2 separate regions of the Canis lupus genome follow, and region 2 is linked to region 1. Evidence: chromatin contacts called from public Hi-C data. All regions are on one chromosome and are shown on one strand. Each heading gives the region's core, a stretch centred on a gene start, on an enhancer-like site or on the middle of the called end of the contact. The rest is flanking DNA. Distances are from core to core; before and after follow the strand shown.

Region 1 (4,512 bases), core at 1,753-4,252:
ACACTCTGACTCCCACTCTTATCTGTTTGGGCACTATCTGGGCATAAGCATCAACTCCTAGGTTGTGGGATGTCCTGGCTGTGGCAGATGCAGGTTGGGTGGAGGGCCCAGGTGGGGGCTCTGTGTATACCCTCAGTCCCCAGCGGCTCTAGTCTGCCCAGCCTGTCACTAGTAGCTCTCCTCTCTCAGCGCCTTGTGCCTTGTGCCGAGCTAGCCACCCACCAGTTGAGTGCCTAATCCTCTTACATGCCTTGGCAGGGGGTCGTTCAAGGGAATTTGGATCCATCTCTTTCTTGCTCCCAATAGTTGCCCAAGGGCTGGGAGAGGAGTGAAGGGATGAGAGAGATTGGAGATGAGGGCAAGGGTCCTAACTGGTGGAGAAGGGAGTAGGCCCAGGGTACTATCTCTATAGCATGCCTTTTGATTTGAGGCTGGGGGGTGGGGGATGAGGGGTAGGCATCTCTACACTTCCAAGAAAAGGCAAAGGAACGGGCCCTGTCGGGAGCTCTCCTGGTGCCCCTTCCACAGGCAGAGTCCCCGTCTCCCTCCCTTTCCTCTTGGGCTTGCCTTTGCCCTGTTCTCCCTGCCTCTGCCTGCCCCCTCTGAGCCTGAGCCTTCCATCTTGCCCCAGGCACCCTCCAGGCCCTGTTGGGCAGCCTCTCACATGCTCCCCCAAACACAAAGGGCTCCCTGGACAGCGGCCCCATGAAGCTCACATACTACACGGGCAGCTACTGACCTGTGTCCGGGGGCACTGGGCAGGATCTGGGGGCTTCTCCTTCCCCAGCAAGGCAGGGAGCGCGGTAGAGAGCCCAGAGGCTGAAGTCTGACTGGGGCTGGGTAATCCGGAGCTCAGGTTACGGACTCCGATATATATAGTATCTTATCTGACCTCACAGAGATGGCTAGCTCAACTCACTTGCATTCCAGGCCAGGGGAGAATTAAAGGGGCAGTGGCCAGCCCTCCCTCGAGGTGTTGCCCCAGTGGGCCACTGCCAGGCAAGGAGATCGTGGGAGGGCTCTTTGGAGGGGGGCATTTTGAAGTGGAACAGAAGAGGGATCCAAGGGGAGACGAATGAAAAGAGGGTAGAGGGATGGGGATGGAATGGAGAGGAAAGGAGAGGAGGAAGCCTCGGTGCTGGTGCAAATCCTCCCTTTTGAGGTAGAGACCTAGAGATCCGGGGTGCACAGGTAGTGACAGGCGGGACCTGCTCTCAGGCATTCGGTTCCAAATTCTTTTATAATGGACTTCTTTCTAGGCCTGGGCTTGTATTCCAGTTCTTTCCCTTTTATTGGCTGAGACAGTGGGCAAGTCATGTAAGCTGTCTGGACCTTAGTGATTTGATCTGTAAAACAGGAGTAAAGAGTATAATAATGCTATATATCTCACCATTGTGAGAATTAAATAATATTTGTAAATTTCCTGGCACATGGTAAAATTTCAATAAATGATAGTAATGATTATGCTGAATACTTCCACTAATTGTTACAATTAATGGGAGTATTTGTAGTTGCACCTGCCACGGAAGCCTTCCTAGGGAGAATAGGGCCTCTGGGCCACCCCTTGGGAGTGCTCAGTTCTAACACTAGACAATAGCCCCGTGGTTTTCTGAGCTGCTCCATGTCCCATAACTGGCAAGGGCCAATGACTCTTGCTATATTCCCAGATGTCCAGCCCATCCAGTGGAGAAGAGCCAGGTCGATTACGGCCCTTTCCCCCTTTGCCTAGAAAAATAAAGCAAGTGCAGCTGCCCCGAGGCTACCAGGAGAAAGCTGCTCTGGGGTGGTTCCACTCTACCTGTCGGAGTGCTCAGGATTCCAAGGCCACAGAGCTGGGCTGGGCAGGCTCACAGGAGGATGGAGCAGGATTCTTTCTTAACCTCTTGGGCCTTGGTGCTCTTGTCTGCTCCCAGTCTGTGTCTCCTGTTTCTCGATGGCTCTCCCTGAGGACTGGGAGTACCCAGGATGGTGCCTCCACCCTGTCTCAGCAGAGGCTACTGACTCAGCTTGGGTCCTGGTGATGCACTTCAGAGGACGCCCTCGTCCCTGGCCCTCATTCCAATCGTCATTCCGACTCCAGTTTGGCACGTATCTACAGTATCAGAGGAGTGGGGGATGCCCCAACCCAGCCTAACCAGCTTTCCTCTCCTCCACTTTGCGGGTTTGGACTCGGGGACCTTCTCATGCCCATGCCTGGGGAGGTGGACATCACCACCATCTCCAGCTCAGCCCCATTCTAAAAGCTGCCAGATGAGGAGGTAGACGTTCACTCGTGGGGGGTGGGGGGGTCCCACCTAGAATGGCTTGGCCAGGGCTTCCCGTGGCTAAGTGTAAGTTACTCGCCCTGGAGCACCGCGTGCCTGCTTCTGGTTTGGGATTGGTGAGAATTTCAAAGATGCCTCTCTCTGGTTTGGGATTGGTGGAAAATCTCCCCCTCCACTTAACTGCTGCCCTCCCCCCACCCCCACCCCTTTGGCAAACTGACCAGAGAGAGCCCGCCGGAGCTTGAACTGGGCGCACACGTGGGGAAGGGGTTGTCAGCGACCAGGCGTCACTCTCAGGCCATACACCACACGGGGCACAGAGCCCCGGACCTGCCCAAGCAGGGTTTCCTTAGAACACAGTGATCAGCACACAGATGGCTCTTCCTGGCACCCCGGGCTGTCAGCTGGCAGCCCCCCCCCAACTGGCGCCCACAGCTGGAGCTCCTCCGCACAGCGGGCGCTCGCCCTACATAGCTGGTGCCCATTCCACCCAGGCTGTCGTTGACACCTCACTTTCTGAGCCTCCGACCGCGCTGACCTCCGCATCCCTCCTCCCCGGTCTCCGACAGGTGGCACATACCTGCCTCTTCTCCGAGGATGGACGAGTGGGGCCGGGCGCAGGCATGGAGCTGCGGGTGAGTCCCGGCTGGTGCTGGCGCGGCGCAGTGAGCAGCGGCTGACGCAGAGGGCTCCCCGGCCTCGCTCCTGCCCGCCTCTCCCCCACCTCCGCCGGGGCCGGGTGAGGACCTCCCCGGGAAATCGGCGCCACCCAGCGGGCAGCCGCCTCATTGCGCCCCGGCCGGCAGAGCCCCACCGCGCGTCTCGCGTCACTGAGACGCGTCACGGCGATTGGCTTGTTCCCAGTGTGACGTCAGGGGAGCCCCGCCCGGCCGGCGTCTCCCAGGCGACGGGTATATACAGAGCGGCACGTGGCGGGAAAGCGGCGCGCGAGCTTGGAGGGGGCGGAGCCGGTGGGAGGCGGGCCCGCGGGGGGCGGGGGGCGGGGCCCGGGCCGCGGGCAGGTAGCGGGGGGAGGCCCGGGGCTTGGGCGCCGGGGGTGTGTGTGAGGGTATGTGTAAGCGTATGTATGTGTGGTGTGTGTGTGTTTGCACGTGTACACACACGTACACACACACAGACCTCAGCTTCCAGGTTTGGGGGAGGCCAAATGCTCCCGCTCCTTCCCACCGGCCTGGGAGGGAGCCTGTTCTTTGCCTCTCCTCCTTTTCTCTCCTCCGAAGCACACTCTGCTCATTTTGCTAACATGGAACCGGTGATTGGTGATGATTGCTGATGGCTCCCTGAGGGGGTAAACAGAGGCACTTAGCGGAAGGGAGTCTTTTTACTTTTTCAAGAAAAGGCCGAGACAGAACTTCGCCTGCCCCCATTCGTTTGTGTCTTCATGGTGTTGAAGAAAATCGCGCAGCCAGGTAGATTGGTGCCAAGGCAAACCCAGGTTTTCTTTTCTTTTTTTTTTTCTTTTCTTCTTCTTCTTATTTCTTTTTTTTTTTTTTAAGATTTTATTTATTTGACAGCGAGCACGAGCAAGGGGAGGGGCGGAGGGAGAGGGAGAAGCAGGCTCTCTGTTGAGCAGGGAGCCTGACAAGGGGCTCCATCCCAGGACCCCAAGATCATGCCCTGAGCCAAAGGCAGACACAACCCACTGAACCACTCAGGCGCCCCTAAACCCAGGTTTTCAATTTCACCTGGCTTGTTGGTTCTTCCAAGTGTCCTTATGTCCTCCCCCGCCCCCATGGCTGCTCTAGCTGGCCATCACCATTCTCAAAGTCCCTCCTTGTCTTCTATTTCCCAGAGAAACTAGGGGCAACCTGGAGGGAAATACTTAAATTTCTGCCTGCAAACATATCCGAATCCATTCTTTTTTAAAAGAATTTATTTACTCGTGCGAGACACACACAGAGAGAGGCAGAAACAGGCAGGGGGAGAAGCAGGCTCCATGCAGGGAGCCCGACGTGGGACACGATCCTGGGTCTCCAGGATCATGCCCTGGGACGAAGGCGGGGGCCAAACCGCTGAGCCACCCAGGGATCCCCCGGAATCCATTCTTACCTCTACTTACTCTAGGGCAATGAAAGAGGAAGCTTCTCTCTTCTTGTCCAAGGTGAATCCCTTCTTTTTTTTTTTTTTTTTAAGATTTTATTTATTCATAGGCACACAGAGAGAGGGGCCGAGACACAGACAGAGGGAGAAGCAGGCGCTATGCAGGGAGCCTGATGTGGGACTCGAT
Region 2 (4,881 bases), core at 1,713-4,212, 150 kb before region 1:
CAACCTCGTCGGAGCCCAAGGAGGAGCCTGGGTTCTGGGAACCAATCCAGGGTGACAAAGATCCTTCGAGGGCGGGCCTGAGAACCACAGGGTTGAGTTTCTGGAGACTGAAGGTTGTCCAGGTAACTGGAAAACATGGAGCTCATAGAAGGGTGGTATGTGCCAAGCACAAAGCTTAAGACAGCAAGGTTCTTAGGGGTGGGGGTGAATGGGTGACGGGCACTGAGGGGGGCACTTGACGGGATGAGCACTGGGTGTTATTCTGTATGTTGGCAAATTGAACACCAATAAAAAATAAATTTATTATTAAAAAAAAAAAAGACAGCAAGGTTCTGGAGAGTCCACTCTCTCCTATCCGTAAATCCTCAGTGTAGTTGGAGGGGAAAGGGCTTCAGAGCTGGTTAGCCATGCTTCATTTCCATGTAGCACTGCCTGAAGTCTGGAGACTGAGAAGTTACAGATTTCCATATCTGATACGATGCTGTCACAGGAAAATGCTGAAACAGGAAAAGAGCTGACAGTAGCCATCTTGGGCGATTTACATCACTAGGGCTCATGAGCAAGTGCCATTATTAGGCCTCAGGGAGGTATTCTAGAGTGTGTGAGCGAAAGAAATGCAGGAGAAGGCAGCTGAGAGAGTTTCTCAGTTTGGAGAGAGGAGACACAGAGGAGAGGAGGACCCACAGACTCCAGGGTGCTGACATAAAGGGCTGCAGATGTAGAAGAAAGGGTAGTAGTGGGAGACAAGAGCCATGAGTTCTAGTCCTCCCTCCAGTTACGTAAACTTGGGTCAGTTGTTTAATTTTGCTCAACCTCAGTTTCCTAGTTTTTATTATATATATTTTAAAGATTTTATTTATTTATTCATGAGAGACACGCAGAGAGAGGCAGAGACATAGGCAGAGGGAGAAGCAGGCTCCCTGTGGGGAGCCCCATGCAGGACTTGATTCCAGGACCCCAGGATCACGCCCTGAGCCAAAGGCAGACACTCAACCACTGAGCCACCCAGGTACCCCTTAGTTTCCTGGTCTTTAAGTCTTTGATTTGGTAAATCCTAAAAGGGCTGGGTTTTAACTGGGAATTCACAGGGCCATCTTCCCTTGCGGGGACTTAATTTATTGCCTCTCTTCCTCTATTCCCTTCTGTGGCTGGTTTTCAGTCAGGTGCTGCGAAACTCCTTTGCTAGGCTTCATGTAGAATTGAGTTGGTCGGGGCTCCCTCTAGTGGACTTGCTTGACCTCAGGAGTCTCCTCAATTTTTCTACTTAAATTATTGGGCCATGGGATCCCTGGGTGGCGCAGCGGTTTGGCGCCTGCCTTTGGCCCAGGGCGTGATCCTGGAGATCCGGGATCGAATCCCACATCGGGCTCCCGGTTGCTTCTCCCTCTGCGTCTCTCTCTCTCTCTCTTTCTGTGACTATCATAAATAAATAAAAATAAAAAAAAATTATTGGGCCATGTTGGGAGTGCCTCTCTCTAGGGGATACTTCCTAGCCTCTTGCTGGGGCATGAGTGGTTGGAAAAATGGTTCTGGGGAAGGGAGTATGATGGGTGACTTGTCCTTGTTAGGCAACCCCCAACCCTCTCTCCTCCAGCCCTGTGTTAGTTATTCTGGAGCTTTTTCATCTGTCTGCTGCCTGGATCTCTGGGAACCATACACTTGCTAGAATGAAAACAGCAAAAAACATCAGGGATTTTCCCTTTGTGGATCAAGGAACCTGCAGATTCTCTTGTTATTTCTCTCAATCTCTGTCCCCCTCAACATTTTTGGTCAATTGCCTGTCCTCAGGAGCAGATCTGAAGAAATAGCTTTGCGATCTGGGTTTTAAAAATCCTTTCCCTGGGGAGTGGAGAGATTCAGATGGGGCTGATTTATGCTTATTTGTCACCTTGGTGGCTGCTGGGTACTTCTCTGATGCTTGAGAGATTTTACAGAGTATAGAGAAGAATACTTGCCTTTTCTGGGGCTTATAGTTCCCGTAATGTAGGGTCAGATAACTTTGTTCACAACTCCCAAATCTGGAGAATACTTTTCTTCTCATCTTGAAGTGTGTTTCATTTATTCTCCCCTCAGAACTCTTTCCTCTGCATAGGAATGCAGGAGAGGTTCCCACCACAGTCCTCTCCTCATCTAGAAGCCTGTTTGGGGTCACTTTTCAGGGAATGATTGGTTTCTGCATTGTGCTGATGCATGCGATGACATTTTGAGGACAGAGTTTACAGAATACAAACAACATATCACGCCTCAGAAGAGGATTTACTTTTCAAATATGTTCAGTCAACCGACTTTCAGGTGCAGAATGAGGATGTGGTTTGGGTGAAGGTGAAATGGAAGAAGAAAAGTGCCCCATGTCACATGATGTGATGATACAAACTGAGCCAGATCTAGAATGACCCAAGAATGCGAATGACATTGTGATCAACAATCCAATCCCCATCCTCAGTATGCTTTGAAAACAAGCCAAGTAAAAATTGTGGTGGTTGGGGGGAAGGTCAATCTTTCCTTCTTTTTTTCATTAACTTCAGATTAGAAGTGAAAAATAAGAAAGATCATCTCAGCAGAACTCTGTCCTCCTTTGAATAGGATTCCATCTGGGAGTTTTGAAGAGATATAGAGGAAAGAACTGTCACTCCCTCTGCTTTATTCAAATGCGAGAGAGAGTTTATTTGTATATTTAAAGAAATGTGGCTTTAAAAAAAAATTTTGATAGGGCACCTGGGTGGCACAGTTAGGCATCTGACTCCTGATTTGGGCTCAAGTCCTCATCTCAGGGTGGTGAGATTGAGCCCCTCCTTGGATCATGAGCTCAGTGCAGATGGAGTTTGCGGGAGATTCTCTGCCCCTCCATTCACTTGCTCCACTTGTGTGTGCCATGCACATTCTCTCTCTCTCTCTCAAATAAATAAATCTTAAAAAAAAGTATGTATTTTTTTCTTTTTTGAGAGGAGGGAAGGGAAGAGAGGGAATCTTTTTTTTTTTTAAAGACTTATTTATTTATTCATGAGAGACACAGAGAGGCAGTGACACAGGCAGAGGGAGAAGCAGGCTCCATGCAGGGAGCCTGATGTGGGACTCGATCCTGGGTCCCCAGGATCATGCCCTGGGCTAAAGGCAGACACTAAGCCACTGAGCCACCCAGGGATCCCAAAGAGAGGGAATCTTAAGCAGGCTCTATACCCAGTGTAAGCCCAATACAGGGCTTGACCTCACGACTCTGTCATCATGACCTGAGCTGAAATCCAGAGTCCAGGGCTTAACCGACTGAGTCACCCAGGCGCCACCAGAGATACAGCTTCTGCAAGCAGAAACAAAGTACAAATTATACAGTTACACTCTATCCAGGTGGTGCCGAAGATAATACAAATTGGAAGGCTTAAAGGAAGCCAGAGATGTGTAGATGAACCAGATGAACTCATATAGGCCCAAGGGTTAATTTCTTACCTGTTACTCCAGTAAATCTAGCATTTGATGATGAGGGGGAAAAATACCCTGTGTACCTACAACGTGTTAGGTACCCCAGAAGACCAAAGTCAATGAAATAGCATAGCATAAATAAATGTGGTACCTGTGAGAATGAACAGTTAGTGAAATTTATTTTTATTATTATTTTTAAAAATTATTTATTTATTCATGAGAGACAGAGAGAGAGGCAGAAACATAGGCAGAGGGAGAAGAGAAGCAGGCTTCCTGTGGGAAGCCTGAAGTGGGACTCCACCCCAGGACCCCTGGCACCATGAGCCAAAGGCAGATGCTCAACCACTGAGCCACCCAGGTGCCCCCAGTTTTGACAGTTATCTTAGAGCCTTGCCTAGATTTTCCTTTGGGAGATTTCTTCTCTCTCTCTCTCTCTCTCTCTCTCTTTTTTTTTAAAGATTTCTTCTCTTTCTAGGCAGGAACTGATAAGAGGAAATTCTGATAGTAAACGATAATGTTGACTCCATAATCAATCTTAGATAAAGGCCATTGAATTTCAAAGCAAGGATGTCTGGCTTATGAGTCCTTGAGTTCAGAGAGATTTTTCTCCCCTCTATGCCAGGAGCACATGATACACTTAATTCCTTAATCAGTTAAGGGCTTTGTGGAAGACCCAGGTAGGGGATCTAAGACAGAATTGAGCATTTAACAGACACGCTAGAGCCTGCAAGCTCCCAAAGAGGAGGCTCAGAATTAGCAAATCAGGGCAGGGCACTTCCTTCTTTTGGAAGAAAAGTTCCCCTTTTTTTTTTCAGAGTTTTTCCAACAGAACTTTTTAGATTAGAGAAGTGGAAATGACTGGGAACTGCATTTCTGTTCCACGCGGGGAGTGAGTCCTCCCCTGGCCAGGGCCGGCAGCTGCCTCGGGCCTGGGCCGCTGTGGTCAAGGCCTGGAGCTGGCGGAGCTGACCTGCGGGGCAACGCACGGAGCCCAAGGCGCTGAGCCCGGGAACCTCAAGCACACACTCAATTCCCAGAAAAGGAACTAGTGTTCAGAAGCCAAAAAGGGGGAAGTGTTTTGTTTTCAGAAGGTCAAGGGCCCTGGAAGACGAGCTTGCGGGCTGAGCGTCTCACGCCTTTCTGGGGAGTGATCAGGCTTGAACCATCTGTCACATTCCCGACTTCGTGAGTTCACAGCACCAAGGGGCGGGGAAAAGAACTTCCGTTTCTCTCCCACAATGTGGAGACGCCAATGAACTTTAAGCTGTATTTCCTCATCCGTCAGGTAAGGGGGAAAAAAGACCGGACGTTCGGGGTCTTTCCTACCGCCGCCTGCCTTCAGGTCAATTTTCCAACGACCCCTGCAAGGAGCGCCGACCCTCCAGCCCACAAGGAACATGGAGGGCTCGGCTTCCGCCCAGTGCGCAGACTCCACGCAGACCCCGCCCCCTTCCGTGCCCGGCTTCT

Evidence for each region. A called contact is a pair of places that touch in the nucleus more often than the background predicts.
Region 2: a Hi-C map of blood shows a contact between it and region 1, with 3 times the contacts expected there. The contact joins the promoter of CCDC153 here to the promoter of USP2 in region 1. A contact is called at or near these places in 2 of 9 Hi-C or Micro-C datasets (both in blood).

What each region holds. Positions count from the first base shown.
Region 1 is chr5:14,550,100-14,554,611 of UU_Cfam_GSD_1.0, reverse strand. USP2 (ubiquitin carboxyl-terminal hydrolase 2) reads right to left here and starts at 3,002. Exons shown (of 14, transcript XM_038535908.1): 1 at 2,845-3,002. All of the region lies in intron 2 of LOC111095807 (a long non-coding RNA gene), which reads left to right.
Region 2 is chr5:14,703,138-14,708,018 of UU_Cfam_GSD_1.0, reverse strand. CCDC153 (coiled-coil domain-containing protein 153) reads right to left here and starts at 2,962. Exons shown (of 6, transcript XM_038535940.1): 1 at 1-2,962. The coding sequence starts at 146. It overlaps CBL (E3 ubiquitin-protein ligase CBL), which reads left to right and starts at 4,326. Exons shown (of 17, transcript XM_038535923.1): 1 at 4,326-4,699. The coding sequence starts at 4,667.